Regions from separate parts of the Zea mays genome. Here regions 2 and 3 are each linked to region 1. The links are chromatin contacts, called in public Hi-C maps. All regions are on one chromosome and are shown on one strand. Each heading gives the region's core, a stretch centred on a gene start, on an enhancer-like site or on the middle of the called end of the contact. The rest is flanking DNA. Distances are from core to core; before and after follow the strand shown.

The links. A called contact is a pair of places that touch in the nucleus more often than the background predicts.
Region 2: a contact with region 1 is called in a Hi-C map of leaf, with 7 times the contacts expected there. The contact joins the promoter of LOC100273111 here to the promoter of LOC100282944 in region 1. A contact is called at or near these places in 2 of 25 Hi-C or Micro-C datasets (leaf and tassel).
Region 3: a contact with region 1 is called in a Hi-C map of leaf, with 5 times the contacts expected there. The contact joins the promoter of LOC103651046 here to the promoter of LOC100282944 in region 1. A contact is called at or near these places in 7 of 25 Hi-C or Micro-C datasets (ear, leaf and tassel).

Annotation. Positions count from the first base shown.
Region 1 is chr3:187,280,990-187,285,162 of Zm-B73-REFERENCE-NAM-5.0, reverse strand. LOC100282944 reads left to right here and starts at 2,475. Exons shown (of 8, transcript NM_001155849.2): 1 at 2,475-2,878; 2 at 2,999-3,083; 3 at 3,424-3,564; 4 at 3,668-3,756. The coding sequence starts at 2,702.
Region 2 is chr3:187,683,830-187,688,002 of Zm-B73-REFERENCE-NAM-5.0, reverse strand. LOC100273111 reads right to left here and starts at 1,989. Exons shown (of 6, transcript NM_001147560.1): 1 at 1,779-1,989; 2 at 698-804; 3 at 256-630. The coding sequence starts at 775.
Region 3 is chr3:187,592,684-187,596,856 of Zm-B73-REFERENCE-NAM-5.0, reverse strand. It overlaps LOC103651046 (interactor of constitutive active ROPs 2, chloroplastic-like), which reads right to left and starts at 2,150. Exons shown (of 3, transcript NM_001322867.1): 1 at 1,534-2,150; 2 at 31-169. The coding sequence starts at 1,556.

The DNA of each region.
Region 1 (4,173 bases), core at 1,226-3,725:
TAAATAAATATACTAACAAATAAATACCTAGCTAACTATTTATACTAACAAGTGAATAGCTATCAATCTATACATTATACCAAGTAAATTAGCTAACTAATTACTAAAAACTAAGTAAAACCATTACCGTGGGGAGGAGGGTCGGCCGTGGGGACGAGGGGCTTGACGGCGACAGAGAACAACAAGGGCAGCGACGTGGGGACGCCGGGCTTGGAGCGGTGGAGGGGGTCGCGGCTTGGAGGACGGCGCTGGCGCGACGGCGGAGGCGCCCGCGGCGTGGGGCGCTGGCGCGAGCGGCTGGGAGGAGTGTGCAGCGTGGGGCGGCGGCTCGGCGGAGGGACGGCGAGACGACGACACGACGTGAGAACAGAATGAGCAAGAGGAGGACGACGCGGTTCAAAACCCCTAGTTCGGCGCCAAGATCTATGGCGTCGAGCTAGGGACACGTCAGCCTCCACGTCTAGCCAAACTGTCGTCGCCACGTCAGCGCTCGGCGCCACAGGCTATGGCGCCGAGCTATGTTACCTCGGCGCCATAGCCTATGGCGCCGAGCTATGTTACCTCGGCGCCATAGCCTATGGCGCCGAGCAAAGGGTCCAAACTTGCATATAAAATTTCTAGGGGTCTAAACATAAATTTTTGTCACAAAAGGGGCTAAAAAACAAAAAATTCGGAGGCTGGGGCGAGTTATGGCCTGGTCCCACATACAGCTCTTTTACCACGCGACTAAAAATAGCCGTGTGGGTACTGCGTCTTTATACAGTAGTAAGAGGTACCCTAGTTTCAGGGTATCGACAATGGCCCCCGGGCCCGCCTCAGGGGAGGATGCGAGCCTGCAGGTGGGGCCAAAGCTTGCACCTTGCCTCAACATGACCTGATTGGTGATTGACGCGCTGTTTTAGCACGTCTGCTGACGCGCCCACTTTCAATCCACCTTCGGTCACGTCAACTGCCATATCTGTCTCCGTGGCTGACTGACCCACGGCCCCACGCCTGGTGGTTTCGTCGGGCCACGCGCGGGGCGCCTCGTTGCCGCTGCATTGGTTTTAAAGATTACCTTTTGTCTTCTGCAGCGGCCCCAAGGAGGCACGCTATCGCGTGCGGCGATTCGCTCTTTCCTCACCCGAAATCCGACACACAAACTGTATGACTTGTGGACCCGAGCCCCCATGTCACAGACTAGGCTGCCTGGGTCCTAGGTGTCCGTTGAACTGTATGACTTGCGGACCCGCCCATGTGGTGGGGTTAGGTGCTGTTGCTGGCCCAGAGTAGTCGCTCGAGGCTGGGACGAGTCATGGCCTGGTCCCACATACAACTCTTTTACCACGCGACTAAAAATAGCCGCGTTGGTACTGCGTCTTTATACCGTAGTAAGGGATACGATAGTTTCAGGGTACCGACAACAGCGTTCGGTTATGGCTAGTTGCATGTATGCATAAGCTAGTATTACGAGTAGTAGTATTTCATACATACACATATGTTATCACAAATTTGCTACGTTAATTATAGATTAAATTAAACACAAAATTACTACCAATTTAGTACCATAAGAAGGTTGGGTATTTAACTTGATTTATTCTCAACTATGTTCTCTTCATCATAGGCGCCTTCAGGTTTCTACGTGGAACTTTTCTAGATTTGCATGAACCTCCGCAACCTAGGGCCTGATTGGTTGCCGTATCTAGGCAGCATGGCCGAGCGAGCCAGGTCTGCGGCAGCCTGGCTGTGCATCGCGTGAGCCTGGCTCCACAGATGCGCAGATTTTGGTCGCATCTCCAGAGCCTGGCCCGAGCTCCTTTTTTGCATCGCGAGACACAGGCGCTGATGCATATGCGGCAAACCAAACAAGCGGCAAAGTAGCACGCGCCTGGTTACGTGGATGCAACCTACAACCAAACACACTACGGCCGCATACCGTGAGCCTGGTTGGCCTATATGCGGGCAACCAATCAGGCCCCTACTAACTGCTGTATTTGAGTTTAATTCTGCACATGCTTATTCACCCTCTCTTGAACCTTGTCATGATTCTTTTAATGTTCTATAAAATCTAATTTATAAACTCACTCTCCATCCTAAGTAGGCAATGTTATATATTTATTAATTTAATATCTTTATCCTAAATTTGTTAAAATCCAAGACACCTAGGCAGAGGCCTTTAGGATCTGTTTGTTTGAGTTGTAACTTTAGAGTTTTTCTAAAAAGATGTTGTTAGGTTTTTAATTTTAAAAAATCAATGATAGTTTTGATAATATTGTTAGCTTCCTAAACTTAGGAAACTAAAAAACTATAAATTTAGATTTTTCATCTTGTTATATAAACTCAGTTTTTTGTGAGATTCTGAGCTATTTGAGCATCTGATTTTTTATGTTGGGACTTATTAAAAACAAAAACTCAACGTTCTGATCTCCACCATGCCGAAAGAGCAAAGGCCCAGTGTCCCAGTTGAAGCCCTTACTTTGCCAGCCCAGGATCCAATCCCATTTCCCCAAATCGCCACGAGACCACATACCAGGCCACCACCATCTCTAGAACCTTCCTCCTCGCCTCCGTCTTTCCCTCCCCCAGCTCAGGCAGGACCGCAGGAGCCAGACCCAAACCCACGAAACCCTCCTGCCTCGCCGCCGCTTCCTCATCCTCCCGCCGCTTAGTCCCGGACCCGGACCAACCTTCGTGAGGACGGGAATTGGACTAAGGGGGTAGGATGCCGCCAAAGAAAGCGGCGCCATCGAAGGCGGAGCTGGCCAAGAAGCAGAAGGTCGTGGAGGACAAGACCTTCGGGCTGAAGAACAAGAATAAGAGCAAGAACGTCCAAAAGTACGTCCAGTCCCTGCACCAGGCCGTCCAGCCCAAGCCTGACTCGACCAAGACCGCCGCCAAGGTACCGGAGAGCGCTCAGATCGAAAGCCCTCCCCGTTGCTTCCTTCGCTTCTCGCTCCGATTGCCTCGCTCTTCTAACGTTTATTTTCTTTTTGATGTGGATGCGGACGTGGGTGAGCAGAAGAAGAAGGAGGAGGAGAAGGCGCGCGAGAAGGAGCTTAATGATCTGTTCAAGGTTGCCGTCAGCCAGCCCAAGGTCCCTGTTGGTACGGCTTCATCTCCTTGAGTTTAGTAGTCTTGAATTGTCATATTGTCAATAAATATATGCTGCATAGTTCGTTTCGGTTTTATATGTGGATGGAAGAGTGCTATACAGTTCCTTCTGATGTCATTTTTACTCACGAAGTGGTGTGCTTAATATTACTGTCATCGATTGTCAATGATTGATTATTTAGTGTAAGTTGTACATTGTGAAATCTGAACACTTTTGAGCTCTTAGATATAGCAAGTTATTAGGATGAGTGCAACATGGGAATTTAAGGTATTACGGCTGCTATTCCTCTTTACAATCTGATAGATGCTGATGCCTCAGATTACGCTATGCAGGTGTTGATCCCAAGTCAATATTGTGTGAGTTCTTCAAGGCTGGCCAGTGCCAGAAGGGTTTTAAGTGCAAATTCTCTCATGACCTGAATGTCCAGAGGAAGGGTGAAAAGATTGATATCTATACAGACAAGCGTGATGCAGGTAATAAATAAACATGATTATTGGATTTGGATATCACTATCACCTTCTGTGCAAGTTCTTAGAATTGGTTTGTTTGAATTCACACATTATTTGATATGTCCAGAAACCATGGAGGACTGGGATCAGGAAACTCTTGAGAAGGTTGTTGAATCCAAAAAGATGGAGTATCAGCAAAACAAACCTACCGATATTGTATGCACTACACTGAGCCTATTTTGCAGTCAATATCTACTCCTTGCCTGTCACTTGCCATGTCATCTTCTATGTCACTTTACATGTTATGTTAATATGTCCATATTTATCAAGTTTTCAAACTAGTTAGAATTGTGGTGGCCATCTTGTCTATAACTGTCGAAACATTCTGGAGTTTAAATCATAATTAAGCAACTGAACACATGAGCTATAAAATCTACTAGTGGGTTAGACTAACAAACTAATGCTTTGTAGAAGAACTTCATGCCTGTGACATACGAACTGAATGCCAATGTACTGGCACTGTATATATATTTCATAAATTCAAGTTTTATAAAGATTTACCATGCTATCATATTTTGATGTATTGGCATCTGAACTATCATTCCATTTTGTATCATGAGTTCATGACTCTGG
Region 2 (4,173 bases), core at 740-3,239, 400 kb before region 1:
AAACGAACAGATTATAGAGATACACAATGATGAATTAGACAGCAACGCTTTACCAACCAAATCAGATGTCTTACAAAATATTAACCAAAAGGAAGCTTGCGTCATTGCGTGCATGGTCTCAGGTGCTAACAAGTTCAAGACAGTGACAAACAGCAGTCAGAGGATCTGAATTTTCTTACTATAGGGCTGTAGTGCACGACATCAACAAGATAACAGATGTGAGTAGTAAATGACCTACAAGTGCAGATGAATTACCAGATAACCCCTGAAGGCAGTCTGAATCTTGGTGGCGGCAAGTTCTTCCCTCGAACTAACAGGCATCTTTGGTGCAGCCGTGGTAACTGCTGTGAGGCGGACAACTTCCGCAGCAGCCTGGGCAGCAACTGCTGCAGCTTCAGCAGCGACAGCAGACGCAAGCGCAACGGAGTAGGCATGCTTGTTCTGCTCACTGTCTGTTTCAACTGGATTGACATCTTTGATCTCCAGAGAGTGGGGCTGAGTTGCTGGTGGTGATGGCAACGGAGCTACTGCTGGAGCAGTGCCTGGCACCGTCGATATGGAAGGCTCCGAGTGCTTGGACTTTCCAAATGGCCATCTCCTCTTGGATTTCGATTTGTCTGCCTTCTGGGCCTTCATAGTAGCCACATGTCACCAAGTGGACTTTTTTTTTTGTTGTGAATAAGGAATTTCGACGTACCTTGGCTTCCTTTCCATCTGGATCGGAGGAGCTGAAGACTTTCTTCACCGCACTAAACCACTTTCCTCTCTTACCCATTCTTTGGGTTCTGCGCCTTCAATGTCTCGCTGAAAGATTGCAAGTACAAGAACAGATCAGAGGTGTGCCAGAATGTCCCCACTAAAAAAAGGCGGTACCCAAATATTTGACCATCAGAATCTAGTATTTGCATCAGCAACTAAAACATGATGTTAAACACGAAAAAAAGGTCAGCAGTACTCTCTCATAATTCATGCATCCAAGAGTAAAAGTTCTAAAAAACAAGAGAGGTTCTACGGACTTCTATCACAAATCGACAACAAGAATAGCTCCCCAGTTCCCACTGCTCAAATGTCGTACAGAAAAAAAGAAAAGAAAATCCCGTCTTCACCACGAATTAGCAGGATTACAAGCATACCAAAGATTGGAGTGGATCGAGTAAAAATAAGCACGAACTAGGTGAAACTGAGCCAGCGCACAAGTCTTCGCCGTAAACGGCAATTTCTTCACAGAAGAAGAAAGGGGCGTTGGCACAGAAACCAAGCTTCGTGTGGCAACTTCTATCCTTGGGCACTCGATCAAGTAAGCGTTCAGCAGGGAACGACTCACCGGAAGGCCGAGACACAAACGGGAAGACTGAGCCTGGCACCTCTTCCACAGTCGCTGCGCAAAACCAGCCAGAAACCCGGACCCCCAGAACAAAACCTCAGGCAAAGCCAACCGTACCGAGAGGAACCGAACACGAACAGCAGGGCGCGCGAAACCCCAAAAGATCCGAATTTACCGCGAGAAAGGCAAGCTTTCACGTCGAAGCGAGTCAAGCACCCACCGAAAAGCCCTGAGCCCCTCACCTTCCCCACCGCACTGAAGGCGGCAAGGACCTAACTCCGGTCGCCCTCGGGAGCCACCGCCCACCGCACGGACATCTAGCACCCTCCTCCGCGGCTTAGTCAGATCAAACACGCGACCGACGCATCCAGGACGAAGAAAAAATAAACCGGGGGCGGAAAGGGAGAAGGAGGTGGGGATAGATAGAAGTGGAAGGGCAAGCAAGCGGCCCAACCTTTTATCTCTCGCTTTCCTCACCCCGTCCAAAGGCTATCTCGACCTCGACCCAGCCGCGCACGCAGAATCGATTCGCCCACCCCAGCCGCCCGGACGGTGACCCCGGCCTGGGTACGTGGCCCCGCCGGCGACGAGCCGTTCCCTTCCGCTTGCCGGCTTGCGGCTGCGCTCCCGATCTCCTTCCTCGTGACGGTCACGCACGCTCCCGGTGCCAGCCGAAAGGCGCTGTCCCTGTTCGCCTCTTATATTGGCAGCGGGGCGGCCCCGCCGAGGGGAGCATGACAGCTGGGGCCCGCCACGCGGCCGCAGACCAGTCGCGGCAGAAGACGTTAGCCGGTTGCGTTGCGACGACTGGTAGAGTACGAGTAGGAGACGTTGGCGTTGGCTCATGGCCTGTGGCCTGTAGGCAGCAGCAGCCTGCAGCCCCGCGGTCCCGCCGCTGGCCAACCGGCTGGTGGCCCACACGTCATGGACGGACGCTGATCTTTCTTCGCGGCGATTGCTGCGGCACCGTGTGTTAGGCAACCGATAGCGGGTAGTACGGAAGTACCCAGCGGCAGCGCCCCTACCGTTCCAACTTGATCCCGTTAAATGCCCGTGTTAAATGGGGGGCATTTACACCTTGGTGACTCCGTCATTAAACGCCCCCAACGGTGGAAAAAGGCCTGGAAAGGCTTCGCTCGGCCGTTTTTTACAGCTTTTATCAGTTGATGGTGCAGTAGCCTGTGAAACGCTGCTGGTCTTTTGCAGTTTTTTTTTGCCTGCCTCTGCCTACCTGCCTGCCATTCTTTTACTCCCACAGGTGGATAGGCCCATGCATGGGGAGGAGCGAGACTTGACTGAGAGAGAGTAGTCGAGTGGAGCCGAGAGCAAAGGCCAAAGCCGATGGAACGGCCACATCAGTACGTATATGATTAGAATAGCGTTGGTGTCAGTGCAACCGAGAGTGGCTGCGACCTGCGATGAGATCCGTTTTCTTGTATGTGTGTGTTTTTTATTCAAAACTACGCGCGCCAGCCTCGCGCGGTTGTCCTTCGTCCTGATGCCTGCCGGATCTTGCCAACTCGGTGGAGGCCACTGGTGGTGGCCACGGCCATCGTTGTTGCCCTCGGTTCCCGGTGGCCAGTGCTCTCGCACGTGCCGAAGGCCAGATTGGGCAGTCGCCCAGCCACCTTTACCGTCACGCATTTTTTTCGCCATTGTACGGGGACGGCGGGTAGTGTAACATGGTGTTAAACATGTTTATACAAATATTATTAATCACTCGTAACTTGAATTTAATTCATGAGTTGTTTGTCATTTGATGTGGATTATGAATGTGCTTGAAAACACTAGAAGTTTATGTTCTTGAATTCTATCCTACTAGGGAGTGGTGTATGTATGCTAAATTATCTTAGAATGAGTTAGACTTGCTTGATCAAGGTTTGTAAACCATTATCACATTTTTAACTGTGTGGTGTGTGTGCTCTAGTATAGGATATGTTGTTAGGATTATTAGATAGGTTATTTTAAGCAAGGTTTTTGTTCGACAATTTGCTTAATTAAACTTCCAACTCTAGTCGACCTAATAGGCTTAAAGGCAGTGGATTCGGCTGTTTTGGAAAATCGTAGTCAAAATATTTAAGCGGGTGTGGGTCCTAAATAATAGTTGTAGAGAATTTCATATAGGACTAGGTTTTAGTATTTTTTTTCTTCCCTTCGTCTTGAACAAAGCAGCAGAGAATTCTTAAATTAAGACAACTCACGTTATCTAATATCGATCAGAGCGATAAAAAATGTTAAATTTGAGTCAAATCGATTTTGTATTAATTTGAACGCAGGAATTATCGGGCACCCTCGACTGGACTTTCTACCGAAAAAAATGTGTCCTTGTTCATCGCAGTTACGAACTGTTAATACAAAACTCGTCAAAATTTATCTATGTTGAAGAGTTTGATCGGTTTGTCATATTCATTTTTTTGCGAAAAAATAAAAAAAATTGAAGCCACATTTAAAATATATTATATACTAAACACTATCATAGCAAAAATTAACAATAATTATGATTTTTTAATAAGACGAGTCGGTCAAGCTTAGGGTGAAAAAGTCAAACGAATTATAAATTAGAATGTAGGGAGTAATACTAACCGTATAGATAATTAAATGGGCGGTCCAACTTTTGCAAAAGCACTAGTGTTATCGGATATATATAGCACTATATATCATACTCACTACCGGAATCAGCTCCTTTGTCGTGTGTCTGAGACACACGGCAAAGGCTATTTTACACTCGGCAAAGGCTTTGCCGAGTGTAACACTCGGCAAAGAACGCTCGACGAACTGTACATCGGCAACAGCCTCTTTGCCGAGTACTTTTTGTCGGGCACTCGGCAAAGAAAAGTCACCGTCACGGC
Region 3 (4,173 bases), core at 901-3,400, 310 kb before region 1:
ACAGCAGGGAGAGGGGGAGTCGCCATTTACCTCTCTCTCGGCGCTCACCGCCGTGCGGCGGTCGACCTTGGGGCTGAGGCCGGTGGGCGACTCGGCCATCCTCGCCGTCCGGCCGGCCTTGTTACCGCCCAGGGAGGACGTCCGGGTGGGGTGTTCCAAGGAGCCATTCCTTCACGCCAAAAGAAGATAAACCACAGCATCATCAGGTATGAGTCCGAGGACCTCAAAAAAAAATCACAAATGGCAGCCAAGGGCAATCTCACCCCCCCCCCCCCCCCCCCCCCCCCCCCACAGCAGCGAGCAGCATGTTACCTGGAGCTGTTGCTGCTGGAATATAGCTTGAGAAAATGCATTTTGTTCAAGGACAGCATGCTCAGAAAAGGGGCGAAACCGCAGCGTTTCCCCTCATGCCAAATGCAAAGGGGAGGGAGGGAAAAAAAAGGAAAGCTTTTGCTTTGGAAACTCTAGCTCCAAAATCTAAACCGAGTAGAACAGGTTGGAAGCTCTGACGGGGAAACCGAACTAAAGAGCGCGGTGGAGTCCAGCCGAAGCCGCGTCGGGGAGGACGAGGCGGACGGGATCGATGCTCCAGCTCAACTCAGATGCAAAGCGAAGAAGAAGGAGAAGCAGCGAGATGCAACGGAGGGGGCGCACACGACAAAGAATCCGAGGCCGGAAAGCGCAAGAGGCCGACAGGGAATGGAGGGGAGGAGCAACGCCGAGCCGGGACTGGAGCCGACGAAAGGGGCCGCGGCATTAGCTTAGCATAATACTATTCTCCTCCTCCACCACCGCAGGCAAGCACGGGCGGGAATCAAAAGGCCGGGCAGAGTGCGAGATGGGGCGGAGGCGCGGGGCGCGCTTTGCTTTACAGATGCGGGTTAGGCAGCAAGTGGACCTGCCTGTCGTCCTTGGCTCCGAGCTCAAGAACGGGACAGACACCCCTTGCGCATGGAGCTATCCGCGAACAGTCACGGTCACATGCGGCCGTGATTTGAAAACTTGGCCGCTTCCTCCTCCTCGGCTCCATGAAAAAGGTAAAAAAATAAATGGGAAAGGGGGGACAGAGGCACAGAGCAGACAGATGGTGGTGAGGAGGAAAGCATAGTTAAGAGCCGCCCAATCGCATAACTCCATCCCAAAGCTTGCTGCGTGCACGTAAAATCGGCGCCGCAGCTGTGAACCTGTGAATTGCTGTGTCAGCCTCTGTTTATTGTGCCACCCCTGAGCTGAGAACATGCATGGATGAACAGTTCTCCCTGCACTTTGGTGAGGCGTGTACAGTCATAGAGTAGGAGATTAGCTCGTGCGAGGTCCAAAATGGCCAAACTGAAGAGAGAAGGCCCGAAGAGGAGAGAGAGAGAGAGAGAAGCACGGACATTGACTTGGAGAGGAGAATCTAATGAACAATCGGCAGGATTGACGCAGAGAGAAATAAACAAGAGAAGGATGGAAAAAAACGCATACGCATCAATCATCATCAGACGGCACATGGAATTTAGCGTGGAACGAAGGGGATGAAACTGAACAAACCTCGTCTTGGCCGCCGCCTGCATGGCGATACCCCTATGTTTATTCCCGGAGGCCGGAGCTCCGAGGCACACCGGCACAGGCTACCGCCACGCCTCCGAGAGACCAAGCGCGCGGAATGCTGCGAAATTGAAGGACAAAAGACGAAAGCGCGCGGCCGTCAGCTAGCTCCCGCTCCCTTTGCCATGGACGAGAGGCGGCACCGCGGCAGGAAAGATTGGTGTGTAGCAATGGCGACGGCGGAGCTTGCTATAGCCTATGGCCTATAGGTAGCGCGCTGTCTGCACGCGCGCAAAGCAGCTAAATAATGGACAACAACATGCAGCAACAACAACAACAACAGCACGGAGGCATTGGCTGCTGATGGCTTGCCCGTCTAATCTGGCACTAACTAGTCAGCACTCCAACCACTTAGCCAGCGACAGGGACAGCCGTGTGGTTTCTAAACAATTGACGGCATCCTTAAACCGGGAGGGACACATGACATGGTGAGGTTTCTTTAAGCTTGGCCACGGGGTGATGGCTTGGCGCGCGCTGCTCATGATCTCCGCTACGGGTGTGTGTAGAGAGGCCGGGGCCTGCAGGCTGCAGCTACATGCCTACATGGATGGACATCGTCGGCTCTCTCTGGTGGAGGATAATAACGCATTATACGCGCGCCACTACAACCACCAAGCTTAAGGCCGCCGAAAGGTAGGCCTGAAGCAAGCAAGCAAAGCAAAGCAAGAACCCACCACTCCACGGCTCCCCCCTTTTGTTCGCTCTCGCTCTCGCTTAGTCTTTGCACTCACTCAACGCCCCCACACGCACGAAAGCAGCAGCGGCGCGCCGCCCACACTCAGCACCCCCCGCTGCCTGCCTGGAATCGTGCGTGGTGCATAAGTAGTTGGGGCCTTAACAGAATGAAAGCCACGCCCGGATACAGAGCGACCTTTTTTTGTTAATAGCAGAATGAAGCGGCAGCCATAAGAAGGGACACGCGTACGTGTTTGCTTTGCTATGTTATCTTGGGCTTAGGATGACTGGATCTGTGGATGCCACGAGGACAAAGGCTTGGAGATGATCCAAGGCTAATCTTTCTCCTTTGTGTGTTAACTACCTGGGTAGATAAGTAGCAGCAGGAGTAAGCTGTAAGATACTGTCACGCTTGCATAGTGTGCAACCCGCCCTGATGTGATGAGATGACATAGCAAGTCGTTGAAAGAAGAAACCAGCTCACCTATACAGGACTCCGACTCGCTGCGCGACCAAGATGCCTTAACGTCTCCTCCTCTCCGTTGCTTGCCCGGCCCTTCATCTCATGCTCCGACGGAGTTGTGGGAGTGGGATGCCATCCTCTGTAATCAAGTTTAAGCTGTAAGCAGTGCAGGAAAGCAGTCAGGCCAGTCAAGGCTGCCGCGGCGACCAGAGCTGCGAGATGAGGAACAATCTTTTATGTGTGCTCGGTCTCCCGTGCCCTGCTAGAAAACCAGATGAAACGAGGTATTCGTATCCGTACCTGATGATTTTCGGCATTTTTTTTCTTTTTTCCTTTTCTTTTTGCCAGGAGATTCAACGCCTGCTGATGTTACCGTTGGGCTCGGACGTCGATCGCTGATCCCGGATAATGATGATCGCCCCGTGTTGTCCACTTGATCAGCGATGCTTTGTTTTCAGTACGGGAAAAGCGTAGACGAAGCACGTGGCAACCGTATGATCGAGACCAAAGGTCGCCTTGTTCGCTTCACATTATGCACTACAATTTATAGAGACAAAACACTGTAAGAAGTCGATAGGGATTAAAGGCAATCTAATAGGTTGATGCATGTTTTTTTTTTTCAATGCCTCCGCTGTCAGTGGAACGGCAATTGCACAAAAGGCTCCGACGACGCTCTCGTCGCCTCCGGCCACGTGGAATGTCTAGCAAGACGTTCAGATGACTGGTCTGTTGCTGCTCCGACAAGGGGAGCTGTGGATCGAAACTGGAGCAAATTGATTTGGTTGCATCGATCGTGAATAATCGCTATACGAAGAAACCTGGGACCCGGTCTGTTTACTGATCTGAATATTTGTATTTGTATACAACTTGTCCGCCTCCAAGACTGCTTTTGCAACTAAATGAAGATCTGATACAAAGTTTTTTTTATAGAAAAAACTAAGAATCTGTTTTCCCATAGCTTGTAAATACGGTAGCAGTGGGTCTCACGAAACCAGCTAAGAAAACTTAAAACAACTCCAAAGGAACGCGCAAACTAACCCTAAAACAGATATTAGTTAAGAATAGTGGTTTTTCTTACTCCAACAGTTCCCTCATTCTTCTCCAAAAAATTGGTGTCCCCGCATCGACAGCCTCCTCTCCCTCATATTTTGGTGTGTTCCATCCTTCTCCAATTTATTCCTCAACGTAACGGATCATCCATAGCCTCCCGACGACTGTACAGATTGTGTCATATGTCACATTTATAGTAACTGTTGGAGTAACCATCATGATTCACTCTTAAAACCTTTTAGCCTACTCTTAATAATCAGTTTTTGGGGTAAAAATTTTAACATCCTTTTATAGTTGCTCTTAGGGTCCGTTTGGCAAGAATATGGCTTTTCGTAAAAAAACAATTTTTTGGTAGAACTAAAGCTATTTCGTAAATCGTTTGATAAAAAAGGCTT